Linked DNA regions of Mus musculus: all the other regions are linked to region 1. Evidence: chromatin contacts called from public HiChIP or PLAC-seq and promoter capture Hi-C data. All regions are on one chromosome and are shown on one strand. Each heading gives the region's core, a stretch centred on a gene start, on an enhancer-like site or on the middle of the called end of the contact. The rest is flanking DNA. Distances are from core to core; before and after follow the strand shown.

Region 1 (3,661 bases), core at 649-3,148:
AGGAGGTGTGGGGATCATGGTGTGGGTTTTGGGAGAACTGCAAAGAATCAGTCATCCTGGCATCTGAGCGGCATGCCTGTGGGCTGTTCTGGGCTTGTGGTGGTGGATCTTTGCACAGCGCAGCAGTAGCGGCTTTTGTTGAGAGACTATTCATGTTAATAGTCTCTGCCCACCCCACCTCTCTACTACTGAGTATTTGGACCTTATGTATCTCAAGCAAGCACTCTACCACTGGACGAGCCCTAGAATGGCCATTCTCACAAGCCTGTATACAAAGGAACTACCAGAGTACTTGTTTAAGCTATTTGAAGGACATAGCTTGGTGAACGTTCTGTTTCACTGTAGTACTATGATAAGCACCGTGACCAAAAGCAACCCAGGAAGGAGGAAAGGGTTTGTTTAACCTACACTTCCAGGTCACAGTCTATGAGAGAAGTAAAGGGAGGAACTCAAGCAGGAACTTGAAGGAGAAACCATGGAGAAAGGTTGCTGAATGGGTCAGTCAGGCTCATACTTAATAGCTGGCTTTCTTCTGCAGGTCAGGGTCACCTGTTTAGGGAATTGTGCTGGCTACAGTGGGCTGGGCCTTCCCATACCAATTAACAATCAAGACAATCACCCCACAGACATGCCCACAGGCCAGTCTGATCTGAGCAATTCTTCAACTCTAGATGACTCTAGACTAGTGGTTCTCAACCTGTGGGTTGTAGCCCTCATGGGGGTTGCATATCAGATATTTACATATGACTCATAACAATAGCAACATTATAGTTACAAAATGATTTCATGGTTGGGGGTCATGTAGCATTAGGATGCTTAGAATCATTGCTTTAGATCGGGTCAAAACTCACTAGGACAGTGGGTAGGTGAGATGCTTGCCAGGCAAGCATGAGAACCTGAGACCTGATCCCCAGCGGGATGTGAAAACCAAGCATAGCAGCACACGTTTCTATGTCTGTTCTACTGGTTGACCAGTCAGCCTAGCCAAGATGGCAATTTCCATAATCAATGAAAGATGCTGTAAAATAAGGTGGAATGCGATAGGAACACCTGAGATCAACTTCTCGCTTCTGTACATGCATGTACTCATGTGCACATGCACACATGCCCCCACCAATGTGTACACACATGTCCATTCCTGGACCACTTTCAGAGATTTGGGTACTGTCTGACTGTGTTGGAATCCAAAGGGTTGCTGTTGGGAATGTCAGGAGAGCAGGGCTCTTCTTCAGTGGCTAGAGGTTTTTCTGGAGGCTGAACGTTTTGACAGGCGTATTTCTCAGAGCTTTGGGAGTGACTAACATGGAGTTGGAGGAAACAGGATGGAGGTGTAAGGCCCTGACTGCCTGCAACATCCTGCTTTCCAAGGGCTTTGAAGAATCCTGTCCCAACCATTAGAAAAGGCCCAGGTGACAAATACATTAGATCAGGTCATTTTCCAGGAGAGAACAGGCTCGCAGAGTTATCCTCAAGGTCACAAGGCTGGGGAGTGACAGATCTGAAGATGAATCCTGATTCCCTACTCAGCCACTGGGGTCTCTCCAGGGGAGTAGGGGATAGGGTAGAGAAGTACAAGGGGCCAGAGGAAGCAGAGGCTGTCTAGGTTACAGCAGTGCGCCCCCAGCCTAGTTAAAGATGGGGTCAGAATTAGAATCAGGATCAATCTATCTGGTTTGGAGTTTAGTCATCCAGTTGTCACTAGCTAGCAGCACTGAAAGTTACCTCTCAAAGGCAAGATGTCCTGAGACCCTAAATCAAAATAAAATACACCCCGAGTGTAAACTCAGAGCAGAGTGTGTCTTACTGGGGTTTCTCCTGAGGGACAGGTCCTGCCTTTGGCCCAGGCTGCTGCAGGGCGCGGGCGGGGACGCTGCAGCAAGCCGGGCTCTGGAGGGGGCGCTGCGCACTCGCCCGGCCCTTTGTCATCACGCACTGCTGGGAGCTCACACTTCTTCCAGCCTCCCGCGGGCTCTGGACTTGACTCTGACTGCAGCGCCCGCCTCGGGGACGCGGATCTAGGGCCTTTGTCCCGAGCTGTGGGATGCGCGGGAAGCGCCACGCAGCGGAAGAGCTGTGAGTCCAGGAAGCGGATCCCAGAGTCGAGGAGCGCTGCCCAGCCTTGCTGGGTGAATTTGGGGATGGATGCGAGACCGCAGAGTACGAGGTAGGGCACCAAAGAAGGAACAGGGTGGGCGCCACGGCAGGCGGATCCCCGGGGTGCTGGAGCCACAGAATGACAGCGAGCTCAGCTTCAGCCTGGGAGTGGCTGCGCCCGCGCAGGAGCGGACGCCTGGGTACACCTGCGGCTCTGCGGATCTGTCACATTGAGCTCTGGAGATGGGCCTGCGCGCGGACATGGGCATTCAGGGTCTGTGATGCCTGCTACACCGAGAAGGTGTAGCCTTCTCGGAGAGACGGCCGGGCCGCCGCCCTGCGGGATCCACGCGGGATGTGCGCCTGCCCAGCTAGGCGCTCTGGGGTCCAGATTCATAGGATGCGCCTGCCTGGCTGAATGCAGTGGGGCTGGCAGGGCAGATGGCGCAGGATGGGAGATTGATACCTGGGCACCCAGGGCTTGCGTTTTTATGTTATCCCAAAGCTTTGGGGGTGGAGTAGGGGAGGCCGCTGTCCCTGAGGAGGTACTACCAGCGAGTTCATCTTTAGCGCCCACCTTTTCTTTCTCTTGTGTCTCCTCCCCTCCCCTTCTGCACCCCAGGGAGGAGCAGAGAAGGCCATTCTGGGTCCCGGGTCCAGAAGGCAGGGGTCCAGCAGTTACTTGTTTTGAAATCACAACCACAGCCTGCCAGGTGTTGGGGGAAGGGAGAGGATAGCAGGGCAGGGCAGGGCAGGGCAGGGCAGGCTGCTTTAGGATGCCAGTCAGGCCTGCAACCGGCCTATTGTCTGGCTCTTCAGACACCTTTCCTTTCTACCCTCCATCTCCATCCTCTGCCAGAAGTGAATAGATAAACATACAGAAAACAAGCCTCACCCACACTCTGTCAAATTCTTTAAAAAAAAAAAATTGTCTTTATGACACACATTGCCACCTCTTCATGCCCACTCCTCCTCTGGCAGTTCGTAAGGAAGAACCAAGTGCTTCAAATAAGCTTATAAATAATAGAAATCAAATCTCAGGTTTCTGTGTTAAGATTTCGGACTAATGGGTAAGAAAGGGCTAGTCCTACATCCTTCCTAGAGCAAAGGACAGGAAGAGAGTAGTTTTGACTGCATTGGAGCTGGCTGAGCCTGTCATGTGTTTAACTTGTGCCTTGAACTGTCATTGCATGGGTGGTTTTTAAGTTATGTTTCCCTCATGAAAAGAATACCTGGCCCAACACTTGGAATAAAGGTGCTTGAAATGAGTATGGAAGCAGAAAACAATCAACATGTTAGACTTGCAATGCCCCTTCCTGCTAGCATGTGGATAACATGTCGGAGATTGTAGCTGGTGGTAGAGGGTAGGTCTGTTGAGTAGTTTTGCTCTCTTCAAATCGTTACTTTGTGGTGCTGGAGATGGGACCCTTGAACACACTACGCAGTTGCTGTACCACTGAGCGCCCCCACAGTATGCCTACCTTTTGTCCTTTGTTATGTAAAGTGGACAGATGTTCTTAGTACCTGTGGACCAGGACCTTGCCTAGCTCCCTCTGTCCTCCCTACC
Region 2 (3,661 bases), core at 681-3,180, 370 kb after region 1:
CCTGCCAGCCTTCCCCGAACATGGCCCGCTCCTCTGCCGACAACGTGTCAGTCATGTGTCCCCGTGAGTACATGTCTGAACCCTGTCTGAACGACTTCAAGCCAAGTGTTGGAAGCCCATGGATCTCATTTTCTCAGCAGCAGAATGAGCTAAAAACACTCTGCTAGCTCAAAGCACTCTGATTTCTCAACCCAAAGCCTGAAGTTTAAGAACTGACAACAGGGGGCTGCAACATGGCTCAGCCCCAAATGGACTGCACCTGGGTTCAATTCCTGAGACCCACACAGTAGAAGAAAAAGAACTGACTGGATCAATTGTCCTCTGACCTCCATACACACCCTGTGGCACTCAGACCAACACCCCCACCCCACAGTTATACAAAATAAATAGCTAAAATATAACTTTTAAAAAAATTTTTTTTAATTTTTTTTTTAAAGAATTAACAGCAACAGCCACCCTCACTCAACCCCATGGCTGTAATTCCAGAGAGCTGATGCCACACAGATAGCTTAGAGTCTCATTACAGGAGAGTGGCTCGATGCTAAGCTGGGACCAACTGCTAAACCCCACAGCAAGAGAAACAGTTTCACCAACTTCTCTGTAGAAGACAAGGCAGAAACATCAGTTCTCTGTGTTAGGAAAACACATACGGCCAGTCACACATAGTGTTGCTTAGTGCTATGAAATCACATACCCAGCTCTTTGACAAATCGCTTCATGTGCAAATTTAGGGGGTGAATGACTGAACCCCCTGCCTCGTAGTCATGACCTTGCACCTTCAAAGTGGCCAAACGGCCCCCGACCTCTTCTCTCTCAAACACGTCAATCTTCACGTCCTTCCCAAATTTCTTCCTTAGATAATAGGCGGAGGAAGTACCACCGATTCCAGCACCGACTATTGCTATACGGAGGGGGGGAAAGGAAAAGAGGAACCGTTTGTTTCCCCTCCTATCAGTGTTGCTTTTGTTTTTGAAAAGCCATTAACCAATAATAGCCATTACTCAAGACTAAAACTAACAGCTTGGGGAAACCTGAGGGAAGGGGTTCTCTTTAAAGACAGACTCCCTGAACCTAGACAGGTGCTATAGATGAAGTTACAAACTGACAGTTGGTCAAAAGATGCCCAAAGGTTCTCCCAGGTCTTTGTGGAGGCACCACCGGACCCAGGGACCCTGCTGTGCCCAATTCCTGGGGAAGTATGAATGGGCCCCTCCAGCACGCATTTTAAATAAAGCAGACGCCATCTTCGCCCAGCTTTGTTCTTTGTCTCTCTATGGCCCCAACACCATTAACGATCCCGAAAGACACAGCTTCAGATGGGAATAGACACCCAGGAATGAAAACCCGAGGCAACCAAAGCCACGAAGAGACCGGGTTCTCCAGCTAGCTGCAGCAGTTGCAGTAAGCAGAGCGCAGGTGCGGGGAGGCGGTCCCAGTCCTTCTCGGGGGAGGGGATCTGGAGGTAGGGGAAGAGAGACTGGTCCCAGTGCAGAGTCTGCGTGCCCCAATCGGCCGGACAAACAGACTTAGCTCCAGGGACAGCTAGAGGCGGGCTCTTGAGGGCGTTCAGCTGCTAGAGCCGAGGGCCTCCCAGGCTGGAGCTGCACGGATACCGAGTCCCTGGCTAGCACACGCCTCCAGTGGCACTCCTCCAGACTCGGAGCGCACGGCCCGGTCTCCGGACCCCGATCTCCACCCAGCCCTGGGAAGACCGACCTAGGCATCGCCGCGCCTCTGTATCCCCCGCACCTACCGATCCTGTTCGGCGGGGCCCGGGGCTCGGCGCTCGCCAGACTGCCCAGACCACATAGCAGCAGCCCCAGCCAGAACAGTGAGCCCACCAATGCAGCGGCGAAGCGCCCCATGGCCTCCCGCAGCTGCAGACTGACCGCGGGTCCGCCAGCAGACCCTGCTCTATGCGTCTGCGCGCTTTCGCCCCGCCCAGACCACGCCCCAGAGCACACGACCACGCCCACTCGTCCCACCCAGGTCCTTTGCTCCCCAGGCTCGCCGATTTTGTGTTATCTAATCCTGGTCCTCTGTGCCCCCGAAGTACACTCTGGTCCCAGAAGCCCACATCCAAGGCGCAGGTTGAGGGCCACCTCAGCTCTCCTTTCCCGCCTCTCCTGAAGATGCATCCTTCTTCACAAGTGCCCTCTACAGTCCCCAAAATCGCGAGCTTGTAGAGAATGCACGTGGCCAATCTCAGTCTAAACCAGGCAAACCGGCCGCAAACATTTCTAAAGTGAGCACTTTGTTCCAGGGACTCAGCTGCGTGATAAGAAAAGGAAGAGAGATGGGGTATTGTGAAGTAAGAGGAGCAAAACACGGGACCCACGTCCATACGAATAAAATTAGAACACCAAAGTGGCCTCTCACATACGGTCTGTTTCCAAGTTGAAGACACTAGAGAAGACACAAAAACAAGAAATGCTGTCTACTTTCCTCCAATTGCCTAAAAACAAAACACTGAGTGTGTATGGGAGAGTGGGGGTGCTGGAGACATGGCTCAGTAGTTAAGAGCACTTCCTGCTATTTATTCCACCGGACCTTCCTCTGGCACACTTGTAAGCATAACAAAATTTTAAGCACTGGAGAAATGACTCAGTGGCTAAGAGTGCTACTGAGTTCTGTTTCTGAGGCTTACAACTGCCTGTGCCAGCAGTGCCAGGGGAACTGTCACCCTCCTCTGACCTTCCAGGGCACCAGAACACACACAAACACATAAATAAAAATAAACATACACACAAGGACAAAGGGATCCTCCCTTCTCTACCTGAGGGATGTGGGTTTATCACCAAAGGCAATTTTAGACATCTTAAGTAAAATTCCTAGGAAGCCATTAGTTTGGCCTGAGCTACTGGGCTGGATGGATGGACAGCATGCCAACTCAATGGGGAATCCCCATCGGAAGCTGCGTGCTACCAGAGGTGAAACTAAATTTTCTGGTTGACCTTCATAGGAAAGGGAGCTGGTGACATGCCTCTGTTAGCAGATCCGAGAACGATGTCCCCTATGCTTCAACCTTCCCAAAGAGCATAACTTCAAAACCAGTCAGCTCTTTGTTTCCAGCTTCTGCCTTCCTCTGCCCTGGGCAGTCTAAAGAGCCAGGCTTCTCCTCCAGATGTAGGAAGAGCTGTGCTATGTTATAGAACAAGGTGTTCTCACTTCTAGTCAGCTGAGACCTGTCAATATCTTGTAGTTTTGGTTTTTCCACAGATCTTTGTTTTTTCAAACAGAATCTCAAGTAACCCTTTCTACCTCTTGTGTGCTGGGATTTCACAAACTTTCACCAGTAAGAAATTCACATAACAAGCCTGACCCCGGAGCCTTTCTCCTGCCATATATTATTTGCCTTCTCTTGGTTTCCAGCCCTAAGAACTCAAACTCTTCTTTGCCACCTTATGCCTTGTCATGTCTCTAAAAACTGACTATCCTTTGAAGGCGACTTGTATCCTAAGCCAGCTTCTGGAGAGCTGTTCATTCCTTGGAGAAGCTCTCAATTTTCTGTCTGTTTTTCTCTTATTTACTGAGACAGAGCTCACTATGTAGCCTCGGCTGGGCTTTAACTCAAAGAGATCTGCCTGCCTCTTGTCTCCTGAGTGCCGAGATTAAAGGGCTATGCCACTGTTTGGGTTATTGTTCTCTTGTTGATGTGGTT
Region 3 (3,661 bases), core at 553-3,052, 290 kb after region 1:
GTGCCAAGGAAGTGGTCCTTTGGCTGGGGTGGGGGCAGCAGGGGGCTGTTAGTCGGCAAGGAGAAGCCTTGTAACTGCAGCTGGGTCCAGTCATGGCATCTGAGTCTGGAAACCAAAGGCAGCATGGGTTAGAGAGAGGGGAGGGAGGCTTATTTAGAAACTACATCACACCATCCAAATTAAACAGACCATTTGCTCAAGTCCAATTTCCACCTCTGATCCTGTCTCCACTGATTCTTACCCTGTGTAAGAGCTTCCTCCCTTCCCAGAGTGCCCCCCCTTCCCCATGGATTCAAAGAATTCTCTTAATTATCTATAAAAACATACTGTCAGCCATGCTGCTTTCATGGGGCTCAAGCCTTACAGCTTAACTGATTTCTTCCCTGTCACGGTGACCAAATAGCTAGCAAACCAAGGAGGAAAGATGTCTTCTGGCTCGTGGTGCGAGGGATACAGTCCATCATGGTAGAGGAGGCATGGCAGCAAGACCCACACCAGTGTGAGTGAAAAACTGCTTGCTTCTGGGGCTGGAGAGATGGCTCAGTGGCTAAGAGCACTGACTGCTCTTCCGAAGGTCCTGAGTTCAAATCCCAGTGACCACATGGTGGTTCACAACTATCCATAATGAAACCTGATACCTTCTTCTGGGGTGCCTGAAGACGGCTATAGTGTACTTACATATAGTAAATAAATAAAATCTAAAAAGAAAGGAGAAAAGAAAAGACTGCTTGCTTCCATCTCAGCGGGTCAGGGAACAACAAGGAGGATGCAGGTACGCTGCTTATGTTTTTTTTGTTTTGTTTTTTTTCCCGAGACAGGGTTTCTCTGTGTAGCCCTGGCTGTCCTGGAACTCACTCTGTAGACCAGGCTGGCCTCGTACTCAAAAATCTGCCTGCCTCTGCCTCTGCCTCCAAAGTGCTGGGATTAAAGGCGTGCGCCACCACTCTTTTTTTATTCCTTTTTGTGCATATCTGTGTGTGGTGTGCTTGTGTATATGCATTTCTGGTATGTGTGTGGGGGCACACGTGTGTGCTTGAGTTTGTGTGTCTGTAAGCATGTGTGCATTTGAAGGCTCAATGTAAGGAATCGTCCTCCATAACTCTCCCACCTTGTTCACTGAGGCAAGGTCTCTCAATCAAACCCAGAGCTCACTGATATGGCTTGTCCCGCCAGCTGGCCTGCTCTGGGGAATAATGTCCTATCTCTGCCTTCTGGGTCTCTGGGGATCTGAACATGGGGCCCCACTTGTATGGGAAGTGCTTTAACTGTTGTGCCATCTCTCCAACTCCTTTTTATTCCGTCTAAGACCCCAGACCGTGGGATGGTGCCACCCACACTGACAGGACATCTTCCTCCTCAGTCACACCTCTTTAGAAATGTCCTCATAGACACACCCGCTCAGAGCCATATCTCCTAGGTGATTCTAAATCCAGCCAGGCCACAGTGAAGACTAACCTTAGAAGAAGTCATCGTCCTTTTGCCCTGGGAACGTATGTTCCACCCACCAGGAACCATGATTCATATCTTGCGAACGTTTGCCTGTTTTGTGCAGAGATCTTGTTTTGTGTTTCTGAGGAAACTGTGAGCTCCCTGGAGCCCAGAACTGGGCTGTGTATATATTTTGTTTGTGACAGTAAGTGCCCTGTGGTTCTGAACTCTTAGGAACTGTTCAGGTGTTTGGAGCTGTACTGAGCTGAAGGGAATTAAAGAGAGACCACAGCCAAGCATGACGTCACCAGGCACCGACTGGGGAAACGGATGGTGGATTCCAATGTCAGGTGAGTCACAGTAGGCAGGCCCAGAATGTATGATGAATCACACACAGGCCAGTGCCTGATACAGCAGCTATGCAGATACTGCACTGGAGAGCTCTGTCTGAATGCTCAGAGAGGAAGAAGAGGGTGGCCTCCCAGATATTTGGATGAAGACAACACCAACTCACAACTAGGCTAATGCCTGGCGGAGCCTCACTAGGTCAGGGGCCTGGCCCCAAAGGGTTGCTGCTTATTAATCCAAAGCAAGGACGGAGCGCAAAGCATATGCATTCACCTCCTGCTGTGTCCCAGGAACCCAAGGGCCTGGGAGCTGCACGACTCCCCAGGTCACAGCAACAGCCACAATGCCTCAGTCTCCCACCTCCAAGTCCAGCTGTTCCCAAGCTCAAGCAAAGAAGGCAAAGAAATACAGGTATGATGGCACATGCCAGCTCTAAGGGGGACGAGCCAGGAAAGATCACAAGTTTGAAGCCAGCGTGCTACAGAGTGGAACCCTGTCAAAAGAAAAGAATTTTAAAAAGTGAACATTGTGGTAAAACTTGGTGAGGGAACAGGACAATACCCCTTGTGTGGATGTGCACATGTGTGTGGGTAGGTATGTACATGTGTGTGCATATCTTTGGAGGCCAGGAGTCAACCTCAAGTGTCATTCCTCAAGAGCCATGTGGTGGCTATTCTTGGTTGTCAACATGATTGCATCTAGAATTTGCTAAAACCCAAACAGCTAGGCACACCTCTGAGGAAGTTGTTTTCTTTTTCTTTTTCTCCTTCTTTTTCTTTTTCTTTTTCTTTTTCTTTTTTCTTTCTTTTTTTTTTTTTTTAATTTATTAGATGTAGGTACACTGTAGCTGTCTTCAGACACTCCAGAAGAGAGTGTCAGATCTCGTTACAAATGGATGTGAGCCACCATCGGAAGAGCAGCTGTGCTCTTAATGGCTGAGCCACCTCTCCCGCCTGGAGGTTGTTTTCTTAATCGAATCATTGGATGTGGGAAGACCCACCTTTAATCCAGACCTTTTGAGGTGGGAAGATCCACCATTAATCTGGGCCATATGGTTTGCTGGCAGTCTATATGAAGGACACGGGAAGAGGAAGCTTGCTCTCTTTGCAGGCTTGCTGCTGCTCTTGCTGGCAAGTCCATTCCTTTACTGGCATTAGAGCCTACCCTTAGGGGATTCCGGTGTACACTGAAGACCAGTCAAAACATACAGCCTCATGTACTGAACAACTACTGGAGTCTTGGTACACTGTCTTCCATTGGTAGATAGTCATTGTTTGACTAGCTGGACCACAGCTTGTAAGCTGTTCTAATAAATCTCCTGTGTGCGTGCGTGTGTGCGCATGCGTGTGTGTGTGTGTGTGTGTGTGTGTGTGTGTGTATGTGTGTATGTGTGCGTGTGTGTGTGTGTGTGTGTGTGTGTGTGTGTGTTCATTCTATCAGTTCTTTCCCTCTAAAGAACACTGACTAATACAGTCCATCCATCCATGCTTTTTTTTTTTGAGGCAGGGTCTCTCCCTAGCCTGGAGTTTTCCAAGTAGCTGGCAAGCCCCAAAGATCCACCTGTCTCTGCTCCTTCTTGCTGGGGCTACAGACATGTGCCACCATGCTTAGCTTTCTTCCTTTTCTTTTTTTCCATGGATTCTGGGCTCAAACTTGGGTCCTCAGGCTTGCAAGTCAAGCATTCCACCAACTGAGACATGTCCCCAGCACCCCCCCCAGGACAATATCCCTTTGCAAGATCACTGTAAATTATAATAGGAACCTTCTACAAATCAGGCAGAATTGGTGGAGTTCATGGTGAGCAGTACATGGAGTATTCACCAGAGTCATGCTGTTGGCCCAGGCTACTACAACCACATAATGGGGCTCAGCCAACTGTGAGGAG
Region 4 (3,661 bases), core at 719-3,218, 270 kb after region 1:
CTGTGTGTCACATACACCATACATACAGTGTTCTTTTACAAATGCATTCCATTTCCATGATAAAGTCTAACATAAATTTTACATAAGAGATTAACAAATAGTGCTCTAGAGGGATGGCCCAGCAGCCAAGAACAAAGAACCAGAACCCAGCTCCCGGCACCCACACTGGGCGACCCAAAAGCCCTGTGTCTCCAGCTCTAGGAGATCCACTCCCTCTTCTAGCCTCTGTGGCCAGTACACTCACATGTGCATGCCCCACCCCTCTAACACACGCACATAATTAAAAGTAATAAGAATAAGCCTTTTGGAAAAAGAAATTAACAAGCAGTGACAGAAAAGATTAGAAGATAGTTTACATAAGTTGCACAAATATAGTTTCTCTCTAAATATCTGCTATTCTGTCCTCGCCCTTCTTGGGAGCATGTGAGGACAAGAGGCCTGCCCTATGAGGTGGTGTTGCAAGAGGCTCGGGCACCCTGGCAGTGTTCAACACCGTGAGAAAGAGGGTTGTGGAGCTGCCTGTGGGCTGCTCGAGGGTGAGCGAAGGCTAAATGTAAAGCCACACCCAGGAGAGGACTGTGCACCTCCTCTTCGTGGCTTCTTGCCCCTCAGAGCTGGGTCCATACACTAACACACGACCCTAGGAAACTGACAGACAGTTGACCCTCAGCCTCTGCAGCTGCAGAGTGGAAATGATACTCTCTGCCTAGGCCAACTGGGAGGACAGTGAGAAGTGGGAAGGCTGGAGGCATACACAGGGCCCCAGTACAGCTATGCTGGTTACTCCCTGGCCCCAGCATGCAGTGCCTTCCCAGGTGGTCCTCTGACTGGCTCCTGGCCTTTAGGAGACCTTAAAATGACCAAAAGCCTCAGCTCCCACCCAGTCACCGCTCTGGGCGTAAAAGAGTGCCTTATTTCATGTCTGTTGCTGGGATTAAAACATCCCAACAAAAAGCAACTTACAGGAAAAAAGGGTCTTATTTGCCTAATAGCTCATACAGTCGGTTACTATGAGGAAGCCAAGAGCTTATGCATCACACCCACAGTCAAGAGCAGAGAGACAACTGCATCCAAGTTGCCTGCTAACTTTTAGCCACTCCCCTCCATTCTTAAACAATGCAAGACATCCCCCCACCCCGCCCCGCCCTGCCTAGGGAATGGTGACACCCACAGTGGGCTGGGCCAAATAGTCACAGACAAGACCACAGGCCAATCTGGTGCACACTCTCTCAATTGAGACTCTAGTTTCTGATGAGTCTAGGTTGTGTCAAGTTGACAGCATAGTCAGAGGAGAGGGGAGGCTCAGGGGATGGATCCCTAGTGTGAGGAAACACTGGAGAGAGGACTTGGCCAGTGTTCCCACCCCAAGAGAATTCCTTTAGTAAAGCATGCTTGTGTGACACTAAGCCAGGCTGCAGGGAAAAGGTGTAAGGACTATCTAAGCGTGCCCTGGACATCATCAGCCCAAATCCTGGCACTGTGGAGGAGTCGTTTTTATCTCAGGTGCCAGACACTCATTCCCACAGCATCCTCTCCGCAGCACAAGCTCCTGCTATAAAACTGCAATGATCCCCCCTTCACTGGAGTTTGGTCACAACCTCAAAGAAAAAAAAACACAGATCTTTATTGTTTTTTAAATGTCTTTAGTGCCAGACATAGTAGAACACACCTTTAATCCAGCACTCAGGAGGCAGAGGCAGGTGGATCTCTATGAGTTATAGGCCAGTCTGATCTACATGGTGAGAACCTGTCTCAAAACTTAAATAAATAAATAAATAAATAAATAAATAAATAAATAAATAAATATTCACGTGCAGCCCTGCTAAAAGTCAGTTCTCCTTCTGCCCCTGTGTGTGTTTGGGTGTGTGTGTGTGTGTGTGTGTGTGTGTGTGTGTGAAGCCCCAACTGCCCTCACACTCTTGACAACCCTCCCTGTTTCAGCATTCCAAGAGCTAGGAGTATGCGCATAAGCCACCACACCCAGCTCCTGTCCTTTGTAAAAAGGAATTGCTTACCTGCTCTTAAGGGTCCCACTGTAAGCTAAGCAACTTCTCCCTGAGTGGTCTCTGAGTAGCCCAAGAACTGTCCTGACTCTTGCTATCTTGTTCAGAGTATTGGACTATAGAGTCTGCTATAGAGCTATGGAACAGTTCAGTTACTAACGTGCTTGCCACACAAGTTCAGTCCTGAGAATTCAAGTCTAAAAAGCTGGGGACAGGATGTGCTCTAACAGCCCCAGTGCTACAGTGAAAACCAGCAGAGATCTGCCAGATCCCTTGGACTCCCTAGCCAGATAGCCAAACCTATCTGGTGAGTTCCAAGCCAGTGAAAGACCCTACCTCAGAAGAACATGGACAACTCCTGAGGAACACCAAGAGGGTCCTCTGACCTCTGCATTTGCTCTCTATATATTTTTATGTGCATTGGTGTTTCTGCCTGAATGTCTGTCTGAGGGTGCCAGATCCTCTGGAACTGGAGTTACACACAGTTGTGAGCTGCCATGCGGTTGCTAGAAATTGAACTGGAGTCTTCTTGAGCTCTGAAATGCTGAGCCGACTCCCCAGTCCCCTCCCCCATCTTCATTTTTAAAGTAGATTTTATGACCAGATTTGTTTTCCAATATGCTCACCCCTGCCTTTCTATAGAGTAGGTGTTTACATTTAGTTATAAATGTAGCTCGTGGGTTTGTGTGTGCCAGCTGACATTTTCTCCTGCCTGGCCTTTGTTCTCTTCTCTGCTTTTCCTCATTGAGAGAGTGAGTGATTTTATGTTTTAAGACGGTAATTCACTGTGTAGCCCTGCCTGACCTGGAACTCACTGTGTAGACCAGGCTGGCCTTGAACTCAGAGATCTGCCTGCCTCTGCCTCCTGAGTGCTCACATTAAAGGAGGAACCACATAATCCACCCTCTTTCTCCTGTTGCAGCTGTTTATTTTATCTTACTTTTTATATAGTTCTATGTTATTTCCACTACTGGGTTTGTTTGTTTGTTTGTTTGTTTTGCTTTTACTTTTTGTTTAGAAAATATGATCTGTCTCCAAATATTTCACTTAGAAGAACAGTGAAAGCTGGGGAACGTAGCTCAGTGGTAGAGTGGCTGCCTAGCACATATGAGAGCCTGAATTCAACTCAGCACACACACAAGCACACACACACACATACACACACACACACACACACACACACACACACACACACACATGCACGCAGGCAGGCAGGCAGGCAGGCAGGCAGGGAGCATAAGAAGATGGGTGGGGCCTTCCCATAGCATCTTTTGTGTCCTCCAATCCTTGATCCCACTATCCCACTTACTCCAACACATGTTTCTGTCCTTCCCTTCCTACTTTTATATTGACTCCTAGACCAGTGACAGTAGCTAAGACGGTGGCTGGTTGTTCTGGCCTTGGAGGTGAGATTTTCATGATGCATGTACAGATTTGGGGTGGGTCCAACTCCCCCTCCCACAAGTGCTGCCCAGCTTGGAATTGTTTCTGTGCCCTTCAGCCGTCTCCTCGGTATAACGACTGTAAGTTTTGAGCTGGCAAAGCATCCGTATCCTAAGGAGACTTCCGTGGCATTTCCTAGTTGGAATAGAATTTAGGCAGTGTGGTGATGTATGCCAGTAATTGAGGACTCAGGAGCCTGGGGCAGGAAGACCACT

The links. Promoter capture Hi-C pulls out the DNA fragments that hold promoters and counts their contacts. HiChIP or PLAC-seq counts read pairs in DNA pulled down with a chosen protein or histone mark.
Region 2: a contact with region 1 is called in an HNF4G HiChIP or PLAC-seq map of pancreatic cancer cells. The contact joins the promoter of Pcyox1 here to the promoter of Add2 in region 1. A contact is called at or near these places in 16 of 39 promoter capture datasets (the 3T3-L1 cell line, the C10 cell line, the SN4741 cell line and 9 more), 1 of 15 datasets of contacts at CTCF or cohesin (large pre-B cells), 15 of 484 Hi-C or Micro-C datasets (the AML12 cell line, B cells, CD4 T cells and 8 more), 18 of 115 datasets of contacts at active chromatin or transcription factors (the 230-238 cell line, SST interneurons, bone marrow-derived macrophages and 14 more) and 2 of 9 other capture datasets (liver and pancreatic islet).
Region 3: a contact with region 1 is called in a FOXA1 HiChIP or PLAC-seq map of pancreatic cancer cells. The contact joins the enhancer-like site here to the promoter of Add2 in region 1. A contact is called at or near these places in 2 of 484 Hi-C or Micro-C datasets (embryonic fibroblasts and nephron progenitors), 4 of 115 datasets of contacts at active chromatin or transcription factors (embryonic forebrain, embryonic stem cells and pancreatic cancer cells) and 2 of 9 other capture datasets (embryonic stem cells and liver).
Region 4: a contact with region 1 is called in a promoter capture Hi-C map of embryonic stem cells, with 2.1 times the contacts expected there. The contact joins the enhancer-like site here to the promoter of Add2 in region 1. A contact is called at or near these places in 5 of 39 promoter capture datasets (the 3T3-L1 cell line, HPC-7-derived erythroid cells, embryonic stem cells and 1 more), 1 of 484 Hi-C or Micro-C datasets (nephron progenitors) and 1 of 9 other capture datasets (adipose tissue).

What each region holds. Positions count from the first base shown.
Region 1 is chr6:86,026,783-86,030,443 of GRCm38.p6, forward strand. It overlaps Add2 (adducin 2 (beta)), which reads left to right and starts at 1,899. Exons shown (of 16, transcript NM_001271857.1): 1 at 1,899-2,164.
Region 2 is chr6:86,395,220-86,398,880 of GRCm38.p6, forward strand. It overlaps Pcyox1 (prenylcysteine oxidase 1), which reads right to left and starts at 1,931. Exons shown (of 6, transcript NM_025823.4): 1 at 1,754-1,931; 2 at 695-901. The coding sequence starts at 1,865.
Region 3 is chr6:86,317,274-86,320,934 of GRCm38.p6, forward strand. No RefSeq gene overlaps it. Among named protein-coding and RNA genes, the nearest start is that of Fam136a, 47 kb to the right of the region's middle. Within about 2 kb of position 1,803, at least 88 of the 459 cell types and tissues checked have an H3K27ac peak or open chromatin away from gene starts, as enhancers often do. A contact at or near this core is called in embryonic fibroblasts and pancreatic cancer cells, where this site is marked.
Region 4 is chr6:86,295,188-86,298,848 of GRCm38.p6, forward strand. No RefSeq gene overlaps it. Among named protein-coding and RNA genes, the nearest start is that of Fam136a, 69 kb to the right of the region's middle. Within about 2 kb of position 1,969, at least 8 of the 459 cell types and tissues checked have an H3K27ac peak or open chromatin away from gene starts, as enhancers often do. A contact at or near this core is called in embryonic stem cells, where this site is marked.